5 separate regions of the Mus musculus genome follow, and regions 2, 3, 4 and 5 are each linked to region 1. A link is a contact called in public promoter capture Hi-C data. All regions are on one chromosome and are shown on one strand. Each heading gives the region's core, a stretch centred on a gene start, on an enhancer-like site or on the middle of the called end of the contact. The rest is flanking DNA. Distances are from core to core; before and after follow the strand shown.

Region 1 (2,780 bases), core at 181-2,680:
AGGGCACACTTCCTCACAGCTCAGAAATGAGCTGCTGAGAGCTAAAGCAAGTTTCTATTAAGCTTTTTTTTTTTTAAATAAAGACAATAAACTTATTGACCAAGGCACAAAAACTGATGCACTTTCTTAAGAGCTTATGATAGATATTTGCTCCCATAAATACTGTACTGGTGTGTGGAGGGGAGGCATATTGTTTTATAGCCTCACACTTGTGAACTAATAATTTGATGTGAAACGGAACTAGATTTCCTCTGAGTGCTCCCCACTTTTTCTTTTCTTTCTTCCTTTCCTTTGTGTCTTTACATAGCTCTGGTTGTCCTGGAACTCAGTGTCACCCACGCTGGCCTCAAAATCACTTGAGATGCATCTGTCTCTGCCTCTTGGGAACTTAGAATGAAAGGTGTGTGCCACCATGCCCGGTTTCTGCTATATTACTCATAGTGAAATCAAAGAGATTTTTAAACGTAAAATTTAACTATTCCTTCCACACACTCTTAAGTCTGTCGGCTTCTGTTCCCATGAGCAAGGTTCCTAACAAACCTCTAAGGTTCACAAGATCTGTCTCTAGTCACTCAATATTTTGGTAATTTATCTCCCCATGCAATGCTTCCTCAAAGCGGATCTTTGAAGTACTGTGTACTAACTGGCTCATATCCATCAAGCAAATTAGAAGTAAAAGACACCCTAGGACTACGGAGTGAGCATACACATCTTGATTAATCTGTAAGGGATATTACTTTAGACCACCAGGGCCGAATCTTAGTCACAACAGTGTAGACTCCAACTTGGGTGCAAGGGCTCAGATCTCACCTATTGGTTAGCAATGAGTCTTAATCTACGTCAGTACTCTCAGTCGTGAGGTGGTGAGAAGAGAACTTACATCCATGAATACGTACGCTAACACATTTTTAGGTATTTACTCATGGAAGAAGCCAATTTTGTTTAATAAACAAACCGTGGCGAGAACTTTCAGCCTGTATTTGCCGACTGATAACGGCGTGCTCTCTCGCCTGCACTGTTGAATCTGAGGCTGGAGACTTGTGTTTCACCAGTCCTAAATGCTAGGAACACACTTGACATTTCCCGAGCGTTCTCCATTCACCAGCCAGATTCACTTTCTGAAAAATCTGGATTAAGAGCCCAGGGAGCAACAGCCCTTGCACGGTTCCTTCAGTACTTGATCCCTGGGATTACAGTATTTTTCTTTTGCATGACTGACGTTCTTCGATGAGATTGCTGTCCTTCTAACAGTGGCGTCTCTTTCAGTCTTTATTTTATTACAACCTCTCATTAAACTTAAAGCACGACTCCTAGGCGCTCTCCCCCGCAACAGTCCCGAAAAGAGAAGAGCGACTCTCCCGGAGGCCATTCTCGCGAGGAGTTCTCCTCTCGCGGGATTTCCCTGCGTCCAGAATCCTTAGCGCGAAGCGGAAACTATCTTCCGCTCAGCCTCGGTGACTGCGGGAGTTCGGCCGGAAGCTTGCGCGGAGGTTCCGTCTCTGGCCGCTTCTGCAGGGAAGCTAGATGGCGGGGCCTGAGCCGCCGATGCCGCTGTCCCGAGGCGGCCCAGGCTCCGCTTCGCTTTCTCCGCCCCGGGGAGACCGCACCCTCCTCGTCAGGCACCTGCCGGCCGAGCTGACGGCTGAGGAGAAGGAGGACTTACTGAAGTACTTCGGGGCGCAGTCGGTGCGCGTCCTGTCAGATAAGGGGCGCCTGGTAAGCGTGCGCAGCGGGCGGGGCGGGGCGGGGCGGGGCGGGGCGGAGCCGGGCCGCTAGGACCGGGAGAAACAGGACTAGGCTCGCGGTCTGCGCCTGCGCAGCTTGCCTACCAGAGAGGCGAGCATGGAATTGAACCTTGAGCCAGTTAGATTAAGGCTGAGCCACGCAGGGACTGTGTAGAGGTTTCTACCGGCGAGCGCACCCGCCCGGTCGAATTCAAAACTAGCCTAGACTTGAAAATACTGTTTCTGTTAGATTCTCATAGTCGTATGCAAGGTTTTTGGTTTTGTATTTTTATTTTAAAAAATTGCTTTTAAATCCTGGGTTGTAGAGCAGGATATACATAATAGCAAAAATTTGAGTGTAATAGACTTAATAGATTAACAAAATGCAAATACAAATATCCCTTAATTCAATCTAAATACAGTAGGCTCTCCTTGAATCAGATTGGACAAATTCAGAGTTCTAATAAACAACTCAAACTTACCAGTAATATAATTTGTTCACCTTTTTCAGGATGGTATTCAAAATAGAATTCAAATGAGAAAATTAGACTTATTACTGAAATTATAGAAACAAAGCAAAAAGAGACAATGCACCTTGAGGGGTGATTTCACTGTTAGTAAATGATTTTAAATTTTATCTTGTATAGACTGAAAAGACTTTTGAGTGAGATGAAAAAGGGTATTCCATATGTATAAATTTTTCATTTTAATAATGAATCAAGCTTCTCCATGCATCACTTTTGTGTGGACATGAAACTCACAGTCTAGAAAGGCTATGCTGAGGGTTTTTTTTTTTTTTAAGGTTTTATTTATTTATTATATGTAAGTACAGTGTGGCTATCTTCAGATCTCATTATGGGTGGTTGTGAGCCAACTTGTGGTTGCTGGGATTTGAACTCAGGACCTCTGGAAGAGCAGTCAGTTCTCTCACCCGCTGAGCCATCTCACCAGCCCTAAATGTTTTAAGAGTGATCTTTTTTGGAAAGAGGAGATGCTTTAAGATTTATTATACTTTTAATTATGTTGTACATTTGTGTATATTTTGGGGGTTTGTAG
Region 2 (2,780 bases), core at 126-2,625, 3.4 Mb after region 1:
TCCAAGCAAGTGTTTTTACACAGATACATAGATTTAAGTGTATGTATGTGTATATATAAGCTGGTCACCAAAGACACTGGAAATGGGTTTGAGAATATCATACCCTTGATGTTAATTGTTCTTTAGTTTGAACTACAGAAGTTTCAGAACAGGACTCAAGACCAAGTAAACTATTCTCCAGAGACACAGTGGTGGCTGATACATTTCATGGCCACAGCACTTCTTCAGTATTTGCCCTGGAGCTTAACGTACCTCAGGGATCACTTTGGACTCAGAATCAAGATCTTGTATTATTTGGTTTTCACTTTGCGTCATACATATTCTTTGTATCCTAACTCTGGTTAGAACAGAGAGTTTGGTGAGTTACAACTGTCAGAGAAGGGACAAGAACTGTGCCACATAATTCAGTAGTGGGGGGCGGGGGAGGTCCTGTGAGGGAAACATAGACTTGTAGCTGTAAGTGGTGTGCCTACATCAAGAATGTGTAAAAATGAGTGTAGTGACTATTCCTGGCTATCATCAACTAGACTATATCTGGAGTGAACTACAGTCCAGAATTGGAAGGCTCACTCACCTGTGATCTTGAGGCTGAAAGACACAGGTTTCTGACTTGAACCGAGTGGAGGTTTTTTTGTTTGTTTATTTTTTCTTTGAGGCAGGGTTTCTCTGTGTAGCCTTGGCTGTATTAGAACTCACTCTGTAGACCAGGCTGGCCTCGAACTCAGAAATTCGCCTGCCTCTGCCTCCCAAGTGTTGGGTTTAAAGGCGTGAGCCACCACGCCCGGCCTTGGCAGGAAGATCTTGAGGCATATGGCCATGAAAAGTTTAGCCTCAGGCAAGGTAGTACATGCCTTTAATCCCAGGAAACTTGAGACAAAAGCTCAAGGTCAGCCTGGGAAAAGGAAGTCCCAGATCCGGAAGTGGTGATACACACCTTTATTCTGGGACACACCTGCGGGAGGCCTACATAAGGTCACTGGAAGAAGGAAAACTCACTTTTTCTGCCAGGACGCCGTGTGGGACTGAGCAGCTGCTAGATCCTTGGATTTTCATTCACAGCTGCTGCTGACCATCTTTGGGGACTACAGATTGTAAGTCATCAACAAATTCTCTTACTCTACAGAGGCTACCCATACGTTCTGTGACTCTAGAGAACCCTGACAAGGGGTAAAAGGAAAGGGCAAAAACTGAAAGGATCTCGGGAAAATAGTGTGGTCTTAGAGAACAACTTGTCATGGCGTTAGAGGAAAATAACGGTGTGCCAAGATTGACTCTGGTTGAGCCTCTGCCCTCAGGAAGCGGGATGCAGGAAGCGGACTACGAATCCCAGCAGGCCCCGGGGACTCTGAGCCTGCGCACCGCACCGCGCAACGAATGCTGGGGGTCGGCTGCCGGGGCCAAGATGTCGCTGAGCAAGAAAAGAAAGCTTGAGTCGGGGGACAGCGGAGGCGCCGGCGCCGGAGGGGAGGGAGCCGAGGAGGAAAATGGCGGGGAGCAGGAGGCGGCCCCGCCACGACCCCGGAGGACCAAGAGCGAGCGGGACCAGCTGTACTACGAGTGCTACTCCGACGTCTCGGTCCACGAGGAGATGATCGCCGACCAGGTCCGCACCGAAGCCTACCGCTTAGGCATCCTGAAGAACTGGGCCGCGCTGCGAGGCAAGACGGTGCTGGACGTGGGCGCGGGCACCGGCATTCTCAGCATCTTCTGTGCCCAGGCCGGGGCACGGCGCGTGTACGCGGTGGAGGCCAGCGCCATCTGGCAACAGGCCCGGGAGGTGGTGCGGCTCAACGGGTTGGAGGACCGCGTGCACGTCCTGCCGGGCCCGGTGGAGACCGTGGAGCTGCCGGAGCGAGTGGACGCCATCGTCAGCGAGTGGATGGGCTACGGACTTCTGCACGAGTCCATGCTGAGCTCCGTGCTCCACGCGCGGACCAAATGGCTGAAGGAGGGCGGTCTCCTCCTGCCAGCTTCCGCGGAGCTCTTCGTGGCCCCGATTAGCGACCAGATGCTCGAGTGGCGTCTGGGTTTCTGGAGCCAGGTGAAGCAGCACTATGGCGTGGATATGAGCTGCATGGAGAGCTTCGCCACGCGCTGCCTCATGGGCCATTCGGAGATCGTGGTGCAGGATCTGTCCGGAGAGGACGTGCTGGCCCGGCCGCAGCGCTTTGCCCAGCTCGAGCTGGCCCGAGCCGGCCTGGAGCAGGAGCTGGAGGCTGGTGTGGGCGGGCGCTTCCGCTGCAGCTGCTATGGTTCCGCGCCTCTACATGGTTTCGCCGTCTGGTTTCAAGTGACCTTTCCCGGAGGGGACTCGGAGAAACCTCTGGTGCTGTCCACCTCGCCTTTTCACCCGGCCACCCACTGGAAGCAGGCGCTCCTCTACTTGAACGAGCCGGTGCCGGTGGAACAAGATACGGACATTTCCGGAGAGATCACCCTGCTGCCCTCCCCGGACAACCCCCGGCGTCTGCGCATACTTCTGCGCTACAAAGTGGGAGACCATGAGGAAAAGACCAAAGACTTTGCCATGGAGGACTGAGCGTTGCCTTTTCTCCCCCTCCACCTTCTTCGGAAGGTCCGAAGAGAAAGGGAGATCGCCTATGCAAGTTGGGGACATAGCTGTCTCTTTTACCTCACCGCTCCAGTCTTCATTTGAGGACATTCTTCTGGCAGTGTTTATTTTAAAAGTGAGCATCCCTGACCAAGGACTGATGCAGTGTGCTTACTAACGGGCTTTTAAACCTGGAAAGCATGTAGTATAAAGAAACTCTTGTATTTCT
Region 3 (2,780 bases), core at 138-2,637, 3.2 Mb before region 1:
GCCAGAGGATAGTGTGATGAATCTGTACCAGATAAAGTGTCAGAGCGTGCACCCATGCTCCACATTTCAGATGGAGAAGTTATGGATCAGAACGCTTTGGGTAATCTACATTTAAAAAAGAAAATCAGAGAAACCCAACATACAGCGATAGAGTGTGGTATCTGAGTCACCGGCTCCCATTCTTCAACCCTCCCCAAACGAAGACCTGCTGGGTTCATTAGTCTAGCAGGCAGCCTTCAACTGGGGGATTTCATGGTCAAGCAGGAGTTTGTAGCCAGTTCACAGAGGGCGCACTCTGGCCTCCACACTTCCTAGGAACACAGCAGAAGAGACGCCTAAGGGAACATCAGACCTGAAGGAGAAATCTTGAGATGACTGTCACAGAAAAACCAGAACGTCTTTATAAGCTAGAATGCACACTCATTCTTCCATTTTACCAAGTCCTTATTGATATCAAGCCACGGAAAATAATGCCAACCTTAGATGAAGGGTTTAGTGAACCAAAATCATCGGGAATGTACTTGAAATCACATACACTCCGTTGTTCATGAAGCGGCTTTAAGCATGTTACTTAACCTTTGAGGGAGTCTGTTTCCTTGTCTTTAAATCAACGGTAACCAAATAATAATAATAAAAATAAATAAAAAATAAAAATGCATGTTTGCTGTGACAAAACCCTGAACCAAAAGCAAGTTGGGGAAAGAAAGTGTTTGGCTTACACTTCCTGGTCACAGTGCTCTATTGGAGGAAGTTAAAGCAGGAACTCAACGAGAAAGACCCAGAGGCAGGACCTCAAGCAGAGACCATAGAGAAGTGCAGCTTGCTGGCTTGCTCCTCCCGGGCTGGGCCGCCTGTTTACCTATGGAACTAAGGCCCATCTGCCCAGGGGTGGCCATGCCTATTTTCCTCCCATATAGCAACCATAAAACAAGAAAATGCTCCCATGCACAAGCCCACAGGCCAATCTGATGGAGGCAGTTCCTTAGCTGAGGTCCCCTCTTCCCAGCGACCAGTGTGTCACAAGGTTAATGAAGCCAAGCAGGGAATTTTAAGAAACTTGGTTTTCCCAACTTTGCATTTTCTTCCCAGAAAGAACGTCCCTAACTAAACATTATCCCAGCTCTTCTTCGCTCTTGAACTCACTTTTCCTAGAGAGGCAGAGCGATCGCACATCAGGGCAATGACAGTTCCCAAAGCCCAGACCCCCTCAAACCCACAAGCCGTGCCCACCTCTCGCGAGATCAGTGGTCTGTGCTAGCGGGGGCGATGGCTCCCGGAAGTGGGCGGGGAGGCAGGGCCACGCCCCCCAGGCTAGTCCGGGGCCCAGCGGAGTCGGCACGTCCTCCGGCCGCGGGGGGCGGAGTCTCGGCGGCCCTGGCCTGTCACTGTCCCCTGGCCCGGGTCCCGGCGCCCCTCCCCGTGCCCTTCACGGCCGCCCTGCCCTCCCCGGGCCGCCGCTGCGTCCGGCGTTCCCGCTGTACCCGGCTCCGGCTCCCGCTCCCGACGCCGCACGTCTATCCCGCTCGTAAGTGCCTGGAATGCGTCCGTCTCCGGACGCGCATTCCTTCTATCTATAGCCGCTCTGTACATCGCATGCCACCGCCGCCGCAGCTATTCCCGGGACAGCAACTGCTAACCTCTCCAATCACCTCCCTATTGGTGGCTTCAGACCCGAATTTGGGAACTGGGCGCTCTTCCACCTGTTCAGCAGCCTGATCTGCTGGAGGCTACAGTGCCATTTGGAGTTTTCAGGGCCCCCTGGCTCAGGAACGGAATTTATGCCACTGAACTCCAGGGTTTTCGCGGATGCATTGCTTTTCTCTGAGAATGCTTTAGGGGTTTTGTTGGTCTGCTCTGTTTTGAACTGAGTGTAAGACTCTACATCTTTGCTTCAGGCTTTCTTATTCTGCTCCAAGAGAGAAGAAACTTCTCCCTTGTTGGGCTTTACTGACAAGATTTTGCTCTTTCTCATTGCTCTTCTTGGCTTTAAACCTATCTAGGACATGTAAGTGCCGCTGTCAACTCCAGAGAGTTTTAGGTCATATTTTCTTTTCTTTTCTTTCTTTCTTTCTTTTTTTTTTTCTTCTTCTTCTCCTTTTTTTTTTTTTTTTAAATAATTCCACTTTGTTTTATAGGGGTAACTCATTCCACTTTGGAGTCCTTTTAGTTCTACGGAAAGAGTTCGAATCCTCCAGAAGCCAAAATGGAACACAGTAAGCAGATTCGAATTTTACTACTGAACGAGATGGAGAAGCTAGAGAAGACCCTCTTCAGACTTGAACAAGGTCCGTTGCAAGTTGTTTGATTAGCTCTTTTTATGTCTTTTAATGCATTGGCGTTCTATTAGATTTTTTTTTAACTTAAAATTAGGGACTGGGTGTTGGCAGGTAGAATGCATGCTTAGCATAAATGAGGCTGTAGATTCAGTCCTCTGCATGAACAGACACACACACACACACACACACACACACACTCGCGCACTCAAATAACTTTAAGTTAGCTGAAATTTCATAGATCTTGATTTGTGCCAAAATGGTAGGTACATTGGTGGTGAGGAATGAATGTTGATTAAGAATAGACCTGTCACGTTAGCACAAAGATAGCTCAGCTCATCTTGCTGCAGACGACCACCGGAGGCAGACACTACAGGTTATAGGAAGTCCCTCGTGGGTAGAACTTGTGCCTAGCCTGGGTTCAGTCCCTACCTTAGGGAGAAAAAGAAGTGGTAGAGAGTGCGTGTGCAGTTAAAAGATTGAGCATGTTATTAGTAATAGCATTTA
Region 4 (2,780 bases), core at 207-2,706, 3.1 Mb before region 1:
GTTGGTAGGGAGGAAAAAGGGGATAGAAAGCAGATTTGAGTGCTCTAGCTTTTGATCCTAGCTAGCACAGAGAGGCTGAGACAGGATGGTTGCTAAGAGATCGAGACCTTCAATGCCAGCCTGGAGCCATCCTGAGCTACAATGTGAGACCCCGTCAAAAAAAAAAAAAAAGTAAGAAGTATAAGAAGTATTGTATTTGTTACTTTCTTTTTGCCTGAGAAAGCCACTTAGAGGGAGGACTTATTAGTCCTCCCTGAAACATCATCGTTTCAGATGTTTTGGTTCATGGTGACTAGGTTTCATTGCCTCTGGGTCTCTGGTTGGAACTTATGTACTGGGGCAGTTATTTACCAAAAAAAGCATACAGGCTGCAAAGAGAGCTAGAGGAAAGGCTAGGTTAAGACACACCCTCAGCGACCCACTTCTTCCAAATAGGCTTGTGCCACCATTTACACCATCTCCTAATAATACCTTCAAAGATTTAATACATCAGTGGCTTAGGTCAGAGGTTCACTATCCATTCACTTCCCCCAACATCAAAGTCCATTAGCTGGCAACCAAACCTTTACCACATGATGAATCTTTGGGGGACGTTTTAGGTTCGGACCCTAGCAAATATCAAGATCTAATCCACATTCCATCCCCCAGAAGTTTTCTGAAGGTCGGATTACACAAACATTTAAGCGAGGCATCATGTGCTAACAGTCATTTAATTTTATTTTTCTCCGTTGTTTTCTAACGATGCTTCCCTAATGGATGGTTTTAATCATTTGCCACGCAAAGAAGCGTAAGCTTAATTCTAGGAGCATTGTTTTAACAGGGAAGGGATAAATCTGCTGTATCCGATGATCAATCCGGACCCAGAATATTACATTTCAGCCTGTCCACAGCCAGCAATGGCTACAGTGGTTGGGAACTTTTGGAAATACATTAGCAGACTGAAACGTAATATGCATGAGATTCTTGCAGACAGGAAGAGGTAAATTGCTCTCTTTCTCTCTTCACCTTTCCCCTGGTTAGTGACACTAAGCCCATTCTGCGTTCCTGACACTCTTCCAGGTCTCCCAGGGTGGGGGACAGGGATCATTCCTAACCGAACCAGCTGGCTCCTAGACTAAGGTTGGTAACCTGCACCAGGTATAATCTTGTTTTCAACTCACTGGTGGTCATTTTCAGGAGCCAAGATCCGCCTCCCGGTTCTCATCAGAGTTCTTTGATCCAAAGGACTTTGTCCCCTTCCTTAAGTGACAGATCATCCCGCCACTTTCTGCCGCAGGACTGTGGGGAGAGAGACACCTTCCTATCAAACTCTCCGGCGACCGTGAGACTGTCACGGGAGCTGCGCGAGGAGCAGCCGCGGTTGGGGTCGCCTCAGGGACGCGTCCCGCAAGCGCGAAGCTGGGGCCCCCGGAGCCGAACAGGGAACGGCGTTTGCCGGGGCCGAGGCGGAAGCCGGATCCTTTGGCGGACCGGACCGCGGGAACCCGGAAACGCCTGGGCCTCACCGAAGCGGTCCGGGCCACAGAGCCGGCGGGAGCCGGCGGTGCTGCGGGTCAGCGGACGCGGCGGAGCCGACGGGCTCGGCAGCCTGGGTCTCCCGGCGTCGCGGAGCCCGGGGCTCCAGTGCGGGCAGCTGGCCGAGCCGCACGGCGGGTGAGCGGAGGGCGCTGGGGGAAGCTGGCGGGACGCCGAGGCCGGGCTGGGAGGGCGCGGGGCGGTTGAGGCCACCGGGACCACAGCGGACGGCTGCAGCCCTAGTTTATGAGGAGTAGATGAATGGGCGCCTTGTACCTCCGGCCTGGACGTGCCGAAACGTTCTGGGTGGAGGAGGAAAAGGTCGGGAGGGGAGGGGTGTGGCAGGCAGTGTGCCTGCAAGCTCCAGACTGGCGGGCCAAGTGCCTTGGGGGCCAGGCTGGCGGCCTGTCCTTCCGCGGTCATTTCGGGAGCTCCGGCTCAGCCTGTGACCCCGGGCTAGGGACGAGTCTGCTCGGTGAGAAAGGACGGTGTAGTCAAGAAGCTGCAGGGACTTGGAGAGATGGAAAGGGTGCCCGTGGTAAGTCTAGACCGAAGGCGATGGGTGTCCATCAGTGTGTGTGGCGAGAGTTTGCAGGGGTTCTAAGTATTGAAGAGTGGGGAGCTTAGTGAACATTTTATTTAAGCTAACTCAAGTTTCTGCTAGTTCAGATTAATTAAGGGATATTAAACGAAGTAATGGGTTTTAACTGTAGCAAGGCACTTATAGGAGTGTGCCCTTTATTATATCCTATTAAACGCAATATTTGAAGATGGCACCTGAGTTGAGTCTTTGTAGACACTTATTTTGGTAGTTACAGGTAATGTTTGGTTGTTTCTCACGTCTTCATTCCGTTGCTACTAACTCAAGTTGCTTGCTTTCAAATGAATGACTCCTACGTTTATGCGTCTGACTAACTTCCCTCCCTTTAAATTTTTTCCTACCGCATCTGCCCTTATTTTCTGGTCACTTTCAGGTGCACCATACCAATAGCTTCCAAAACGGAACTTGCAGCTTTAAGTCTTTCTGCCTTGGAACTACGCCTGACCTGATAGCACACGCATGAGCAGGGCCCCCTCTCTTCTCTGTCTCACTATCTCCTGGTTCTCTTCATCCACCCACACACCCCCACTCCTGCCCCCTCTTCACTGTGTGTGGCTGTGCTGGGCAGTGAACCCCGTGGGAATTGACGGAGCACTCTGTCACTGAGCTGTAATTTTAGTTCTTTGCAATCGCTTTTTGAAGCTGGAGATTTAATGCCACTCTC
Region 5 (2,780 bases), core at 207-2,706, 3.0 Mb before region 1:
AAATTTACAGAAAAGCTACAGTAACCCTCACATGTGTGCCCCCTGCTTTCTCCTTTACCTTGTCTAATAGTTACTTAGGCCATGTAATAAATAGCCTGATGTTCAGTGGCCTGAAGAATCCACCCACACCCAGGCTGCTCTCAGATTTGTCCTTGAATTCCTGATTCTCCTTCATGCCAGGATCTAGGCATCCACTTCTATGCTGGGTTCACTGATTGTTGGTGATAGAATCCGCAGCCCTATGCTTACAGGAAAAGCACTCCAAAAGAACCAGCTACAGCCCCATCCCAGTAATGTGGCTAAGCTGGGTATTCATAGCTGAAGGTCTCATAAAGTTTGCAGTCAGCTCAAGGCTTGACCAGGCATAGAGGATCTCGTTCCAAGATAATCCACAAAGCTTTGAAGGAGATTTCAGCTCAACGGCAGCACCTCTCCATAGTTCCTCTGGTATTATGGCATAACAATCGGCAACCCCTGACTGGAGTAAATGAAGAGCCTAGCAAAAACATACAGTACCTTTTATGACCTCTCCTCTAAAGTCAGTGCTGTCATTTCTGCTTTGCCCTGTTAAAACAAGGTCATCCATCACTAACCAGGCCACAAGCCAGGAGAGGGAGGGAGCCCCTTCCACTTCTCCCAGGGAGGAATATCACTGAGTTTGGGAACATTTATCTTACTTAGAGCCACCACATCCAGGATCGCTGTTGCCACAGTTTGGTTTGTTTCCAGTTCCCCTTTATCGAACAGTTTGATGGGGGAAAGCATGTGTTGTGCTCGTTCATACCTAGCACTGAAGGTATATTTAAAGGAAAGTTTTCCAACAGTTACCAAAATGAAGACTTTGCTAGACATGGTGGCACATGACTTTGATCACAATATGGGAGGTAGTCAGGGAGATCTCTCAGTTTGAGGCCAGCCTGGTCTACATAATGTGCTGCCTCAAAGTAAATGTCAGTACTGTTAATATCACATTTCATATTCCACCTGTCTGCTCTTTCTACCAGTCTTCTAGTCAAACCAATTTTTAAAAGCCTATAAAGTATGGCATCTAGTTTACACTGGGAGAGAATGTACTGGTACGTGGGGGTATGTAAGCCAGCATGACCTAGCTGGGCATCAGATCAACAGCTAAAACTCCTCTACCTGCTACTGACCATTCCTGGAAAACTTTCCCGTTGTCCCCTTCAATTCTGTTTTGGTGGGGATGCATTTGATGCGGATGCTATTAGCCTGGGACGCCTGAGCATCTGAGAAACTATTTGTCAGATTTGAGTAGGTAAAAACTTTTCGGAACTTGAGTTCATCTGTGAAGGAAAAACTGTTAAAATAGCCATCGCTCAGCGCCTTAGAGGGCAAAAGCTAGGCAGCCAAAGCACCTGGCTCCACCCGCTCCCGCGGCACCTCCCAGTCCTCCGCTATTGCAGGGTTGGAGGGGCGTGCCCGCACTGCGGGGGCGTGGCTGCGTCACGGGGGCGTGGCGAGCGACTCAGCCGATCGCACGATGTGACGCGCCGCCCGAGGCAGGCCGGGCCCTCAAGATGGCGGCGTGCGCCCTGAGCGGCTCGGCCCGGCAGTAGTGGCGGGACCGCACTCGCCGCTGGGGCCGCCCGCCCCCTGAGTGGCTGCTGCAGCGCCGGGAGTCGAGGATGGTAAAATGACCCAGGGGAAGAAAAAGAAACGGGCCGCGAACCGCAGTATCATGCTGGCCAAAAAGATCATCATTAAGGACGGAGGCACGGTGAGTGCTGCTGGTTCCGCGCCGCAGGACGGCCCGGGTGCGGGCCCGGCTCGCTCTTCCCCCCGCTTCCGCCTTCGCTGGGCCGAGAGCGCCCTGCCCTTCCGTGCCGCCGGCGCTGCCGCGGTCTCGGCCTGCGGCCTCCGCGGCCTGGCTCCCCTGGACGCTGCTGGTACCTCCGGCGGGGCACTGCGTCTCGGAGCCTGCGGCCTCGGCCCACGTGCGCCCGGCCTCGGGGAGGAGGCGGCGGCCCCTCCGCAGCCTCGCCAGGCCCAGCGCGGCGCGCGGGGAGGCTGGGCAGCCTTGCGCTCCGTATGCTGTGGCGGGTGGCCGCCGCCGCGGCCCGCTGGGCCAGGGTACGTGCGTTGTCCCATCGCGGTCGCCGGGAGCCGGAGCAGCGGCTTGGAGCTGTTCGGCTACCTTGTCGGGGAGTGGGCTCGTCCCCTCTCCCGGCGTCGGAAGCCTGACCTTCCCTGGGGCCCTCTCCGTTAGAGAAATCTTCACCTTGTGCCTCAAAATAAGTCTTTAGAATTGGTCATGGCGTGAGGATCGGAGACAGATTCTGGCAGGCGGACTGAGGCTAAAAATGTGCCTTTTAGACAGTCGTTACTCGCAGAAAACTTTATGCACTGTGCAGTGTGCTACCAGACGTCGATATAGGATTTGTCATTGGAAAACAAACGTACACTTTTGTTGTGCTGTGTGTTTGTAGCGTTACACTCTGATCTTTGCTGACTCCTTTGGTATCGCGTTCCGAAATAGAATGGAAAAGTAAGATGTGTCTCTGTGGTGAAGTTGCAGACATTGTTTCTTTCCATTTGTTTGTAGTTTAATGGAGCCTTGATCAATGCTAGCAAAGCACTAAATATGTAAGTAGGCCACCGCGGAGGATTTGCTGAAATCAGTTTGAAATAAATGACAACTTTCTTTTGACATTTGAGAACATGGCCTAGTCCAACTGCCATCATTTAGAAAGCTTGGGACATATGGAACGATTTCGGAATATGTTCAGTTAACTGTCAGATTTATTAGTTGTCATAGCTTT

Evidence for each region. Promoter capture Hi-C pulls out the DNA fragments that hold promoters and counts their contacts.
Region 2: a promoter capture Hi-C map of pre-B cells shows a contact between it and region 1. The contact joins the promoter of Prmt6 here to the promoter of Rnpc3 in region 1. A contact is called at or near these places in 5 of 39 promoter capture datasets (the C10 cell line, cranial neural crest, liver and 1 more) and 4 of 484 Hi-C or Micro-C datasets (liver, natural killer cells, pre-B cells and 1 more).
Region 3: a promoter capture Hi-C map of pre-B cells shows a contact between it and region 1. The contact joins the promoter of Agl here to the promoter of Rnpc3 in region 1. A contact is called at or near these places in 2 of 39 promoter capture datasets (cranial neural crest and pre-B cells).
Region 4: a promoter capture Hi-C map of pre-B cells shows a contact between it and region 1. The contact joins the promoter of Slc35a3 here to the promoter of Rnpc3 in region 1. A contact is called at or near these places in 1 of 39 promoter capture datasets (pre-B cells) and 1 of 484 Hi-C or Micro-C datasets (pre-B cells).
Region 5: a promoter capture Hi-C map of pre-B cells shows a contact between it and region 1. The contact joins the promoter of Mfsd14a here to the promoter of Rnpc3 in region 1. A contact is called at or near these places in 2 of 39 promoter capture datasets (cranial neural crest and pre-B cells) and 1 of 484 Hi-C or Micro-C datasets (pre-B cells).

Annotation. Positions count from the first base shown.
Region 1 is chr3:113,628,799-113,631,578 of GRCm38.p6, reverse strand. Rnpc3 (RNA-binding region (RNP1, RRM) containing 3) reads left to right here and starts at 1,430. Exons shown (of 15, transcript NM_001038696.1): 1 at 1,430-1,716. The coding sequence starts at 1,525.
Region 2 is chr3:110,249,594-110,252,373 of GRCm38.p6, reverse strand. It overlaps Prmt6 (protein arginine N-methyltransferase 6), which reads left to right and starts at 1,375. Exons shown (of 1, transcript NM_178891.5): 1 at 1,375-2,780. The coding sequence starts at 1,403. The coding sequence ends at 2,539.
Region 3 is chr3:116,806,773-116,809,552 of GRCm38.p6, reverse strand. It overlaps Agl (amylo-1,6-glucosidase, 4-alpha-glucanotransferase), which reads left to right and starts at 1,387. Exons shown (of 34, transcript NM_001081326.1): 1 at 1,387-1,525; 2 at 2,136-2,285. The coding sequence starts at 2,204.
Region 4 is chr3:116,710,956-116,713,735 of GRCm38.p6, reverse strand. It overlaps Slc35a3 (solute carrier family 35 (UDP-N-acetylglucosamine (UDP-GlcNAc) transporter), member 3), which reads left to right and starts at 1,456. Exons shown (of 8, transcript NM_144902.4): 1 at 1,456-1,653.
Region 5 is chr3:116,661,353-116,664,132 of GRCm38.p6, reverse strand. Mfsd14a (major facilitator superfamily domain containing 14A) reads left to right here and starts at 1,456. Exons shown (of 12, transcript NM_008246.2): 1 at 1,456-1,738. The coding sequence starts at 1,655.